Linked DNA regions of Mus musculus: region 1 is linked to region 2. A link is a contact called in public Hi-C data. All regions are on one chromosome and are shown on one strand. Each heading gives the region's core, a stretch centred on a gene start, on an enhancer-like site or on the middle of the called end of the contact. The rest is flanking DNA. Distances are from core to core; before and after follow the strand shown. Region 1 overlaps Macrod2 (mono-ADP ribosylhydrolase 2). Region 2 overlaps Macrod2 (mono-ADP ribosylhydrolase 2).

Evidence for each region. Hi-C and Micro-C count contacts between places; a contact is called where the count stands out from the background.
Region 1: a Hi-C map of embryonic stem cells shows a contact between it and region 2, with 1.7 times the contacts expected there. The contact joins two enhancer-like sites. A contact is called at or near these places in 1 of 39 promoter capture datasets (the 3T3-L1 cell line) and 3 of 484 Hi-C or Micro-C datasets (the 3T3-L1 cell line, embryonic stem cells and epidermal suprabasal cells).

Annotation. Positions count from the first base shown.
Region 1 is chr2:141,407,421-141,410,282 of GRCm38.p6, forward strand. The region is part of intron 5 of Macrod2 (mono-ADP ribosylhydrolase 2); the gene reads left to right. Among named protein-coding and RNA genes, the nearest start is that of Gm25583, 230 kb to the right of the region's middle. Within about 2 kb of position 1,516, at least 15 of the 459 cell types and tissues checked have an H3K27ac peak or open chromatin away from gene starts, as enhancers often do. A contact at or near this core is called in embryonic stem cells, where this site is marked.
Region 2 is chr2:141,265,120-141,268,098 of GRCm38.p6, forward strand. The region is part of intron 5 of Macrod2 (mono-ADP ribosylhydrolase 2); the gene reads left to right. Among named protein-coding and RNA genes, the nearest start is that of Gm25583, 370 kb to the right of the region's middle. Within about 2 kb of position 1,657, at least 20 of the 459 cell types and tissues checked have an H3K27ac peak or open chromatin away from gene starts, as enhancers often do. A contact at or near this core is called in embryonic stem cells, where this site is marked.

The sequences.
Region 1 (2,862 bases), core at 266-2,765, 140 kb after region 2:
GTCTGATAAGCTATTTTTTCCCATATCAACATAAAACATACAACAATGCAGTAGTATCTTTTTGCCAGTGATCCAGTGCATACAGAAGAAGAATATAAACAGGATACATGTACCCTGAAAATATGGCCTCATGCTTGTTCCCATAGCTTCCAGCTGTGTCTGAGTGAAAGCTTTACCTCCTTAAAGCTGAAAGCCAGTTCTGTGCATGGAACCAACAGTCAAACTTGATTGGCTTTAGGAGTTGCTTCTATTGTTTTAATACTAATCACCACTTACTAAGGGCTTATGATGTGTCAGACACTGTGTTCAGCCGTACATTTCTTATTCAATGGATTCACAGTGGCTCCATGAGCTACGTATGCCTACCCCACAGTTTTGAGAAATCGTCACAGATTACATTTGTCAACGTCATTTGTTTATTTATGCATCTATGCCACATCCAACCTCTCACATCATAGGCAGTTTTAACTCTGAGGGACTGTATTCCATCGCTTGAATATTTTTGTTTATATGCTGTTTTAAAACATGACAAAGGAATTCAACGATGAAAGCAGGCATCAAATAATTATGAACTGTTCCAAGATTCAATTGTAGGAATATTATATCATTGAGATTGGAGGACTTTTCTCTTCCAGTCTCTCAACTCCATTCCCTGCTATACTTTGAGAGAGGCTGTAAAAGTTAGGTGGATATCATAACATGCATTGTTTTCACTGCAGGTTTTTTTTTTTTTTCAGAAGAAACACTTATGCAGTCTTCAGTGATCATTAAGAAAGATCATGCCTTTGCTAGTAAGGAAAGACTAGACCCTATAAAATAGTTTCTAGCCAGCTCTAGCAGCCCATGTATTGTCAAAAACCAGTTCTCAGCTAAAGTCCAGCCCCCATGTCTTAGTTACTGTTCTATGGCTTTGAGGGGACAACATAACTATTCTAAAAGAAGGCATTTAGTTCAGGCTTGCTCAGAGTTTCAGAGGGTTACACTTATCCACACTTATGGATGAACAGATATAATACTCAGTCACTGAGAGCTTTATATTGGGGGTGAGGGGTGGGGCGGGGACAGAGACAGACAGAAAGACAGACATTGGGCTCAGAGTGAGCTTTTGAAACCTCAAAGTCTAGTTCCAGTGGCATACCTCTTACAATAAGGCCACACATTTGAATCCTTACCGAACAGTTCTACTAACTGGAGACCAAGTGTTCAAATATATGAGCCTGTGAAGGCAATTCCCTTTCAAATCACCACACCCTATCTAAGCCTAGCCTTTGAAACCTCAAGAGTTAGCTTCTTTATCAGAATTTGTAGCCGCCAGTGGCCCACAGGTTACTGAGTTCCTGAAAAGAAAGCTGGGGATGGATGGAAAGGACGTTGAGAGAATTAATGAGCCAAGACAAAGTTCTCTGATCAAGGCTCAACTTTAATTCTCAAAAGGGAGAGAAACCCAGCCCCTACTCTGTCAGGATCTCTTCAGGAAAACAAGCTCAGCTGCTCAGCAGGTGGTTTCTTGCAGGAAGCTGCAGATGTGGCAGACAAAAGACTTTACAGAAGACTCCACCATAGCTGAGCTAGCAACTGTGGCAAACAAGGTCTGAGCCAGCCTGCTCAAGGCTGGGGGGAAGGGCACAAGTATTCATTTCTAATACTTAACATAAGAGAAAGAGAGGTAAAGGACAATGCATTTCAAATAGGGCCCGAGTTAGAAGCCATTAAAACCTCACATACAATGTTCCTAAGCCATCCTTGGCTCTCAGACAGCATCAGTAAAATCGGGGATATGACTGAGAGATTTTTGTCATGTTGGCTCACTTGCTCTCTTGTTGTTGAGGTATGGTGGTAGGATTCTCTTGCCTGTGAATTGAGAAACCATATCTTCTGCATCACTCTCTAGTGGCTCTAAGAGAATTTCAGAAATGTAAAAGTAGAGAGCTGGGTTTAGGCATAAGGTATTAAGGATTTATAAAGCTACATCTGGCCCCGAATAGAGCAGAGAGAAGGTAGACGTACTCTAGAGGTGAGTCCTTTTGAGGACTAGGAAAGGCTCCTACTGTAAGTGCATTTAGAAATAAATAGAAGTAGTAACAAAGAATATAAGTGGGTAGTGAGTTACTTTTAAAGGGCCTTCAACAAATAGATATTTTACCCACTAGAGCCAGAATCCTGTAACTTACATAGGCTGTGACTGTACTTACTGTTTATCAGGTTCTCATCTTTGATTGTCTCGATGACAGATTACAATTTTATGTTTTGATTTCTTATCAGTCTCCTACGATGAAGGCTGATCAGCTCTCTTTTTCTTTTAATTGAGAGGGAAAAAAAGTTATTGAGATCATAAAATCAAGAAGTGAAAACTCTCAGACTAGAATTTATACATTTGACCACAAACACTGTGCTCTTATATTTAAAAATAACATGGTATGGATATGTTTATTCATATGTAAAGTATGTTTTTATATATGTGTGTAGCTAATCAATTTCCCATTTTAACCACTTGTAGAGTTTTTAACCAAGTGTTAGGTTATATGACATCAAGTTCATTCATGTTCTAGTTAACTCTTAGCTCTAGAACTATTACTGCCTCCCCAAACAAATGTGGTAGTCATTAACTACATTAATATTTTTCGTGTTATTTGGCTTTCCAATACTGTAATGAAATAGCCAAGATAATTAACTTAATGAGAAAAAAATTACTTTGGAAGTGCCATTTCACAATCAGCCCTCTAGCTTTGCCTTTGGTGAAACAATACATCCCAGTGGAAATGCAAACTCTTCAACTCAGGAGACAGGAAGCAAAAAAGCAGAAAAGGAGGAGATAGGATCACACAGCCTTTTTCTTTATCCTACCTCATGAAGGTTCTACTC
Region 2 (2,979 bases), core at 407-2,906:
TTTAAATGTGTTTGCATATGCATGATATTAAAAATGGAGGAAGATTGCTTACAAATAAGAGAAAATGGTCGGCTTTTAATTGTAAGGGTTCTTGGCATGGCTCAGTTAGGCATCTTCTAGAGAAATCTAGATTTTTAAACACACAAATAAAAGGAAGGGATGCAGAACCCCATCCCCCACATCCTTTTTAGAAGTTCATCTGCATGTCCTGTTTGCTTCAGACATGGGTAAGAGAACAAAGAACCCAGCCAGCACAGCCTGCTTTAGTATAAACAGGTAAACCAAGGCTTGCATTTCCTAAACAAGTCCCGGCAAGTCAGTCTTGTCCAAGCCAGGATTATCTTTATTTGGCTCTGTACCCTCCCTTAGAGACACTTAAAACCCACTAATTACTTACTTTCTACTCTTTCATGATCTCTATGCCCAGACCCTATACCCTCAGCAGCAAGCAACCTATCTAACCACTCTGAAAAAAATCTCATATATTTGTCCTATTAGGCTTTTTTCTCCCTGGTCTGCCTAAACAAAGCTGCCTTGGGACTTGGGCATATTTTTGAATCACCGAGATGTTTGTTACCTGCCCTCAGTTGGCAGATTAGGTAGGCTTGGGTCCAACCTGTGGATTGGCATGTCTAGCTAATGTTCCCGTGGCTGATGTGTAGGCCACACTTCAGACCCACTGAAAAATGTTGTCCTTCTTCATTTCAAACTATTCCTCTGGAGGTAAAGTAATGTAGATGTTGAGCTAGTTATCACCAAGGGATCTTTGTTTATTTAAATAGTTGCTTCCAACATGAACAGGTATCCAAGGGTAAAAGTGGGTCAGAGTCTGGGCAGCAATTCTCATGCCCCTCCCTGTTTCACCATGCCTACCAGGTCCTCCTTCCTACCCAGCTTTCCCTCCCACCATTTGCATTTTACCCTTTCTTACACTCTCCAAATATCAGCAAATCAACAAACATTACCAAACTCACAGAGTCAAGAATACAAGGGGAAATTTTTCTTAAATGGTCATGACAGAGAGACAGATAATCATAGAAGCACTAAGAAGTGTACCCCCAGAGTTACGAAGTATGTGGCCCTGTAAAACAGTACCATTTGGCAACACATAGTAGCAAGAACCCTCTTCTTCAAAAATTATAAATTTCTTTGTGAATATGTGTATCAATATGTGTTAGTTCATGTGTGTGTATGTTTGTGTGTATATGTGTGGTTATACTGTGGTGGTAGTAATGTGTGTGTGTGTGCCTGCATTTGTGTGTGTGCCTTCATATGTGTGTGTGTATGTGTGTGTATGTGAGTGTGTCTGAGTCTGTATGTCTATGTCTTATGTCAGACATGTAGAGCTCAGAGGACAACTCTTGGAAGTCGGTTCTCTCCTGCCACCCTGTGTAATCTGGAGAAAAAACTCGGCGTTAGAGTCTTCTTTCTAATCTTTCCTGGTTTGGATCAGCAGGATGGATGACCTCCTGGTGAGAATCTATAATTCATCTAGAGTCTCCAACTCCCTGTCTGGCCTCTAAAATGCCAGTCATGGAGGAGAATCTGTTTGCAATCTCTGATTCACCAAAAGTATTAGCCTTAGGCCTTGCTTGACTAGTCTAGACACTGTGGCAGCTCCACCTTCAGAGGGGAGGACTCAGGAAATACTGTCTCATTTGGTTACTCATGAGAAGCCCTTCCTGTTCCCACCCAAGGGAGTGTCTCTAGTCAGAATTTTCTTCCCAAGACAGAGCAAGTTAATCCCAGAAGAGAGCAAAAGACAATGAATGGTCCTCTGCACTTACTCCATTCTCCCAAGTGAAGCTCAGTCAGCTAGCTCAATTTGCACATGAGTCTATTCCTCAGTAGCCCTCAGGGTCTCTTCCCACCCTTTTCTGGGAAGCACCTTCTCCCCTCCTGGCTCCACCCTTCACTATTCAACACCTATTGGGATGACCATTATGGATTCTATCCCTCCTCTGAATGGTTGGTGATATCACTGGGAGAAAAAGTGGCAAAGAATTATTCCTTAGATGAAGGTTTCCACTCCATCTTTCTCACAGGCTTTTGAGGGAGAGGGGTTTGTGCTTTGTGGCCCACTTTGGAACATAATGATAGTGTTTTCTGCTAAATCCGCTTGCCTGGTCAGCTTTGGTAGTGTGCCTGTGCGCTGAATGATAATGGTAAAGAGGATTTTCTTTATTTTCTAATATGGAGAATTAATGTGTGGCAATTCATCTACCGCACTCTGTGCCTTTTTCAACAAGACTTTTATTAGAAAAGTAAATTCTTAGCCTCACTCCCACCACGACACTTAAAAAGTCCTCTCATTATCCCTGCTTTGCTAAAGAATTCAGGGGGAGAACGGGCTTCTGCTCCCTCATTATTTCTAGGAGTAGGTTTTGACATAGGATAGAGAAAAACATCTTAGAGATGAGACTTCCTATCCCTTAAAGGCTGGCCTCTTTCTATGTCACCAACTGCACATTATTTTAGCAACTTCTCTTCAATTAACACAGATTTCCTGAAGGGTATAGACTGAGGTGTTGGGGGAACAGCTAATAAAATGTATGTCTCTATCCTCCCCCTTCTCCCCCTTAAGTCCTTTTCCCAGAGAGTGGTTTAGAGAGGCACTTGTCTTGCTAAAAACTGCTGAGTTTTATTTTACACTAATCACACCTGGCATCTTTATGTGCTAAGGATAAATTAAGCACGTTGTGAACACAGGGTGGAGATAGCTTTCTCCATTTATGCTGTATTTTAGTCTATATTCATTATGTATAGAAACATACCCACATTTGTGATTTGTTCTTATATTCTCATTCTCTCTCTCTCTCTCTCTCTCTCTCTCTCTCTCTCTCTCTCTCACACACACACACACACATAGACACAGCATATATGCATCCTTACAAAACATATTAGAATCTTTGGCATTTTGTTGACATTAGGCAAAGGCATCAGTTTGATACTTTCCAATGAGCTAATGTAGTCATTTAA